Linked DNA regions of Sus scrofa: region 2 is linked to region 1. Evidence: chromatin contacts called from public HiChIP or PLAC-seq data. All regions are on one chromosome and are shown on one strand. Each heading gives the region's core, a stretch centred on a gene start, on an enhancer-like site or on the middle of the called end of the contact. The rest is flanking DNA. Distances are from core to core; before and after follow the strand shown. Region 1 holds the start of CHST2 (carbohydrate sulfotransferase 2). Region 2 overlaps SLC9A9 (sodium/hydrogen exchanger 9).

Region 1 (3,235 bases), core at 254-2,753:
GTGAGCACCAGTAGCAGCGCGTAGCCCGCGCACAGCACCAGTGCCTTCCTGCGGAACACCTTCATTCCGAGCGGGGACGCGGGCCAGCGGCGACCCGGGCGCCGGGGCCACGGTGGGAGCAGGGCGCGCGGCCCGGCGGCAGGCGCGGCCGGGAGCAACCGGGGGGGCGCGCCCGCGGGAAGGGCTCGCGGCGGGCTGCGGCTCATCACAGGCACAGCCCAGGCCGGCAGCGCGGCGGAGGCGGCCCTGCAACCCGGGAGGGGGACGCAGCGGCCCGGCTTCGGACGCGGGGACTTGGGCCGCGGCTCCGAGGTGGGCACGGCAGCAGCGGCGGCTGGTCCCCGGCGCCTAGGGTTGGTTCTCCCATGGCAGCGGCTCCGAGAAGGACCTACGAGGGGAAGCGGAGTAAGTCGATGCTCCCCAATCCTCCTCCCCAGCCTCCACCTCCTCCTAAGTAACGCCCACCCTCGGGTCTGCCTGGCTCCCCAGCTCACCTGGAGCCGCAGGCGCGCCCCGGAGCGGCCCGGGATCACGGCCCGGCTGTCTGTCCTGCTGTCACTCGTTCCTCGATTTCTCAAGCGCTGTTTTCCGCTCGGGGTCCCCTGCCTCCGAGGGGGTCGCGGGAATCCGCAGCCCAAGCCCTGGGCAGAGTTTCCTGGCAGCAGGCGCCCTGAGGCTGGGGAAGGGAAACTTTCAACGGGCCTGGAGCCCTGCTCTGCCCTCCGCTAAGCCCACTGCGACCGGCTCCAGCGGCGTCGCCGCCGCCCTCTCGGGACAGTAGCTTCCTTCCTCGCTCGGGGCGGGGGGGTGAAGCTGGCCGGGGGAAGTTGGGGGGAGGGGGCTTAAACCGGACCCAGCTCCAGGCAAAGCGGCTCCGCCTCTCTCGCTCTCGGCCTCTGCGCCCCGAATCTTCCCATCTCTCGGAAGGCTGTAGATGGGGCGCAGTGCGACCCTGCAGCGGCGGCGGCAGCAGCTGCTTCTTCCATCACCCAGAGGATGCCCGAGCGGGCATTGCCGGCGCCCCCGCCGCTCCGCAGCCTCCGACTGGCCCAGAAATCCCCTACACACAGCTCTAAGCAAAAGAGCTGGGGTCCGCAGCTCCCTTGCCCGCCCCGCCCCCCGGCACCAGCCTCTTCGGGCCAACGAGAAATCCGGACTGAGAAAGCCCCAGCCGCAGCCGCTGCCACCGCCGCGCGAAAGCGGCGCCTGGGAGGATGCTGCTACCCGACTCTCCCTACGCCGAGCGGCTGCAACGCGCTCGGGCCAGCCTCTGCACGGCTCCTGCCAGCAGGCGCCGGGTTGGTGCGCGCCACCGTCTATCCTTGGGACTCCTCCCCTTTCACCGCGCTGCGCTCCTCCTCCGCGCGTCCCGCGCCCGCCCCCGACTCAGCGCCCGGCTCCCGCCGCCGACGCCTTGGGGGTTGGAGATGCGGGGACCAATTTATAGCGGCGTCGCTCCGGCCGCCATCCGCGCGGTGGAGGCCGTAGCAGTCCGTGTGCTGAGCGCCAGGGCGCTGACTCGGGGGTTAAGAGCGCTCCGGCGCCCCGACCTCTGAGAAACTTGGATTCTGCTCGCCGCTGCCGGGCTCAATCGTCCGTTTTTGCTCTCGGAAAGAGTTGGTGATAAAGTTTGGACAAATCCCGCAGCGGCCTCCCACGCCGCTCTTCCCCCGGGTCGGCACGGCTGGGCCCCTCCGGGAACTGAGGACGCACCCGCGCCCCGGAGAGCTCTGGTAACGCCGAGCGTCGCTCTCAGGTTCCCACTCCCCGCTCGTCAGTTCCAACTAGCCTGAGGCTTCTCGCTCACCGAGGAAGTAATAAATCTTTCTGACCCCGAGGTTAAAGAAGATGCTTCAGTTTTCCGGAGGAGTGTGCCGGCGGGGCTTCTTCTCGCTTTACTCCACCTATGGAGAGAGCCTGTTCGGTCTTATTACGCCCCCAGCAGACGCTCTCCCCATCTCATCTCGTGATGATGCGTTCGCTGTGACTGATGTCCTCGGGAACGAACTGGGGTGATGGGGCATCAGGGGTGACTCTGTTCTAATTTACCGTAAAATACATGTCTTGCTTTTTGGTTTTAGAAATGAGATCAAGCGATTTGACCTTAAAGGAAACGCCGTTGTCGGATCATATTTAGTAGATCGTGTTTAGTTGGTTTAAGTATTACCCCCCCGCCTTTTTTTTTAATAAGGAACAGCTTTCTCTTCCTCTCTCTTCTCCCTGCCTCTCCCTTTCTCGCTCTCTCTCCGTCCCTCCCCCCTCGCCCCTCTCTCTCTTCTCATCCCCCCTTCATCAGAAGAGGCTAAGCCGTAGCTTAAAATTCATCCCCGAAATGAAGACAGTTATAAGCGTCTACAGTAGTAATTGAACGGTGAGAGGAGTTAGATACCCAGGTAATTAAACCTTACTTGAGCCCTTGGCTGAAGAGCTACGAATCGCTACCGGTCCTGAAGCTCATCGGCCTTTGGTAAGGCGTTTTTGTTGCCTCCTGTCCCAAAAGAGTTTTTAGAAGTTGACAAAGTTACTGCAGATTTATCTTTGTACTATATGGGCCAGCCTCTCTCAGCCAGAATGTCCTTCTAAATTTAAAATGTTATTGTTTGCGCCGTTACTACTCTTCAGTGAGTCTTAACAGAATCTTCGGAGTGCTAGGACTCTTAGAAAGTGACTTAATTCATATGAGTCTTCCGGGTAGAAAATGTTTCAAAACCTTGACTTGGCCTTGTTCGCCAGAAAAATGCATAATGCTGTAGGTAAAATTCAGATTTCCACACACATCCCCACCGCCATGGTTCTGATAGAATGTAAGAGTGAGATGGTTCTAGGACAGATTTTATGCAAATAGAAGGAGAAGAGTAGAGGTGGAATTTTATATGCAGCTTGCTCAAGTAGCGTCAGGACAGACAGACGTTTTTAATCCCTATTTACAAACTAAGGTGATAATTTAATGATTTACCATCTCTCCATTTCTGGACCCACCCACATCACTTTCTGAGCTTTCTCTAGCCCTGTCCCTTCTTTCCTCTGTCCTTTCCCCAAAAAACTAAAGGGATATTGACAAGTTAAAAGACTGATGAGTGAGTTCCCCTTGCGGTGCAAAGTAAAGGTATCCGACTAGGAACCATGACGTTGTGGGTTCTATCCCTGGCCTCCTTCAGTGGGTTAAGGATCCATCGTCATTGCCATGAGCTGTGGTGTAGGTCACAGATGCCGCTCAGATCTGGGGTTGCTGTGG
Region 2 (3,235 bases), core at 505-3,004, 190 kb before region 1:
CTTATTTATGAGCCAAACTTGGCTAGACTTTTATCAGTTCTGTCTACTTGAAACCAAGTTCTTGCCTGAGGCCTAAATGACACCAAGATGAAGCCAAGTGTAAACAAGGTATAAACATCTCCTCTAATCCCAAACTGCCTCCCTTGTAGAATTCCAGATAATAAAGAGACTTAGGGTTCCTCTCTCAGTTTCATGTCTTAGACTAGGGGTTCACTTTCTCACCACTGGAGGTAATGAAGGCACTTCCCAGGCATGACTGTTAAGGTGGGTGTTTCCTGGATGGCTCAGCCACCAGTGACTCAGAAATTGGATTTTCAAGGCTCTTTCTCATCTCTCTCCTCTCTGGCCTGTGCTTGATAGAAATCCACCTGTGCACAGGAGGCAACAAAAGGAAAAAAACACTGAAGACATTCCCTTTTGTTTTCATGAATTTATGAATTTATGTTGAAGTCACAAGCCAAAACCAGTGGCCACCGTTCCAGTGGCCACTAAGAATCGACCATAGTTGCTGTCTTCCCACAAAGAACTAAGGGACTTCTAAGTCCCCTTTCTCCCAATTGCCCTCTTTCCCTCTTTCAGCTGACGATATAAATATTTTCTGGAAATCAGTGCCAATAAATGCCCAGTGGAGTATTTTTGGTTTGGCTCTCTAAAGACGAACCCTGTATGAATAGTCTTTCTGTTAAGAAATGAAGCAGCTAGATTTTTAAAAGTACCTCTTTAGGGGCCCAAGGGGCATTATCTGAACTGGCCTGAATCTAGTCTTTTTTGACTTTTGAGGGAGGTGAGATGGGTATAGCAAGTTCTGTAAGGGAAATTTCAGAGGTCACTCGGACTTCCAGGTTTAGCACAACAAAAAATGGGGTCGAAAACTGGTTCTGCCATTAACTGTGAGGCATGGAGCAGGTCATTTATAAATACCCCTTTGAGGCTGAGTTTGCTCATATATAAAAAACCAGTAACAGGATTTACTGTGGTGGCGCAGTGGAAATGAATCCGACTAGGTACCACAAGGTTGCAGGTTCGATCCCTGGCCTTCCTCAGTGGGTTAAGGATCTGGCATTGTTGTGAGCTGTGGTGTAGGTCACAGACGTGGTTCGGATCTGGTGTTGCAATGGCCGTGGCATAGGTCAGCAGCTATAGCTCCGATTAGACCCCTAGCCTGTGAACCTCCATATGCTGTGGGTGCGGCCCTAAAAAGCAAAAAATAAATAAAAATAAAAAATAATAACAAATAAAAAACCAATGACAATATCTTTTCAAAGTAAGGTATGCAAATCTCACATCTCACCTGAGATTAAAACCAGACACTCTTTCTTTCCTGTAAAGTGACATCTGGTTCTGAGCCTGACATTCATGTTCCTTCATGACCTGGTCCTTCCTACTTGCTCTAACCTCATTGCCACCACTGGGCTGCCTCTTAACCGCTTTTCACACAAACGCTCCAGCAACACTGACAGTCATACTGTTTCCCACCTCTGCTCCTTTGCACACACGATTCCTGTGCCAAAGCCATTCTCTCCCCTTATTCCACCTTCCCCCACCCACCCCAAAACCACCTGGAACAGGGAAAACATTTGCTCATCATTGAAATCTCAATTCAAATATCACTTTCGATGAGCAGCTTTTCCCAAACACCTCTCTACACACAGCCCTCCCACACCACACACGGGCTTCTCTGTAGAATCTCTGGCTCTGAGACACAAGTCTTGCTTTAGTCTACCTGCACTTTGCTCTAAGTCATCTGCCCAAGACCCCATGGGCTCCCTTTTCCAACTTGCACAAAGGCTGCAGATAGGCTGGCAGTGGCCCTGGAGGAAGAAGGGTCTGTGGGGACAGGAAGTCAGCTTAAGAGTCCATGTGTCACTGGCGGAAATGCCTGGGAGTCAGGAGGGGAAATGCCTGGAGCTGGAGTAGAGGCTCTGCTGGGAGGGGGAGGGGCAGGATGTGGCGGCTGGAAAGGGAGGGCAGGGAGTGCTGCCAGGAGTCGTGGTCTTGGTAGTGGCTGTCTGGGGCTTAACTAAGGTGGATTTGTAAGGTGGGAGGGACTGAGAGGATAACGGAGAACAAAGAGGATTATGTAATTTAAAAATATCCAACTCCAGAAAACAGGATGAACCCTGACAGTGACCCACTTCACTTGCATCGTTTTGGCTTTTCCCTCCAATTCTGCCTCATTCAGACCTGAACCACTCCTGTCTGTCCTCAGCCAGGGGACCTATTGTCCAGGCCCCTGGGTGGGTCTGTCCCCATGACAACTCTCCCTCTCCCCACCTCCTTCTTCCTGCCTTTACTCCCTTCCTCCATTTTCAACTTCCCTCAGTCCCTCATCAGTCACTGCTTTAGTCTTTCTCTCTGGTCATGTTCCCCTTTTTTTATGGCTGTTTCAGGGGCCCTCTCCTCCTTCCTGACCCACACAAACCTCACTCAGGTCTTCTGGCTTTTTCTGCATCTCCTTATTGGTTTTTTCAGCCTTTCACTTGATATCCTTTCAATATTTATTGGCATCAACACTTTATTTTTATCTACTTTTTCCCTTCAGTATTGTTTCCCTTCTGGAAAATGTTGGCTCCTCTGTGCTGCTGATGTTACTTCTTTCTGCCTCTTCATTTGTTGGACTGGCTCTCTTAAGCACCTACTACGTTCTGGGCAGTGTGCTAAGTGCTAAGGAAACAAAGCTGTATGAGCCCGTTTTATACGCTGAAGTGTTAGGCAATCATCCAGAAGAAGTGTGGGCTTGGGACCAAGTGGACCATTGGAAAGTCGTGGGACATTTCCATTGGGGCGTGCAGTGGTGGGGCAGCGTCAAGAAAAAGACTGACCCTGCCAAGCCTGTGAAACCACAGCTTTTTAAAAAACCATTTCCGCCCTCTTGCTGATTTCGCTGAATCTCTGGGGTGTGTTAAGCCTAAACTTTGTTTGACTAGAACAGAAAGCAACTGGTACCCTTGAGAGAGAAAGAAAACTATAGTTTAAATGGGCCAGGTTTTCAAGACTCACAACGTATACATTTTTTGCATAAAAGTCCAGATTCATTAGCAAATCAGAACAATTTTGGAGACGTGCAGCTGGAGTGTTTTGAAGCCTCAGCTGACCATACCCCAGTCCTGTGGTCACTTTGTAGGATTAGCCAGGCTTCGAAAATGAGAAAATATGGAAACATAAACATGAAAAGATTTTCCAAGGTCACAATGAAGGCGGTAATGGAGGGGATTAGAAGCTAAATGCTCTCTCC

What was found. HiChIP or PLAC-seq counts read pairs in DNA pulled down with a chosen protein or histone mark.
Region 2: a contact with region 1 is called in an H3K27ac HiChIP or PLAC-seq map of alveolar macrophages. The contact joins the enhancer-like site here to the promoter of CHST2 in region 1. A contact is called at or near these places in 4 of 47 Hi-C or Micro-C datasets (blood, embryonic fibroblasts, heart right ventricle and 1 more) and 2 of 2 datasets of contacts at active chromatin or transcription factors (alveolar macrophages and skeletal muscle).

The regions. Positions count from the first base shown.
Region 1 is chr13:83,816,920-83,820,154 of Sscrofa11.1, reverse strand. It overlaps CHST2 (carbohydrate sulfotransferase 2), which reads right to left and starts at 1,503. Exons shown (of 2, transcript XM_003358597.4): 1 at 495-1,503; 2 at 1-388. The coding sequence starts at 206.
Region 2 is chr13:84,002,285-84,005,519 of Sscrofa11.1, reverse strand. The region is part of intron 17 of SLC9A9 (sodium/hydrogen exchanger 9); the gene reads left to right. Among named protein-coding and RNA genes, the nearest start is that of CHST2, 190 kb to the right of the region's middle. Within about 2 kb of position 1,754, at least 15 of the 83 cell types and tissues checked have an H3K27ac peak or open chromatin away from gene starts, as enhancers often do. A contact at or near this core is called in alveolar macrophages, where this site is marked.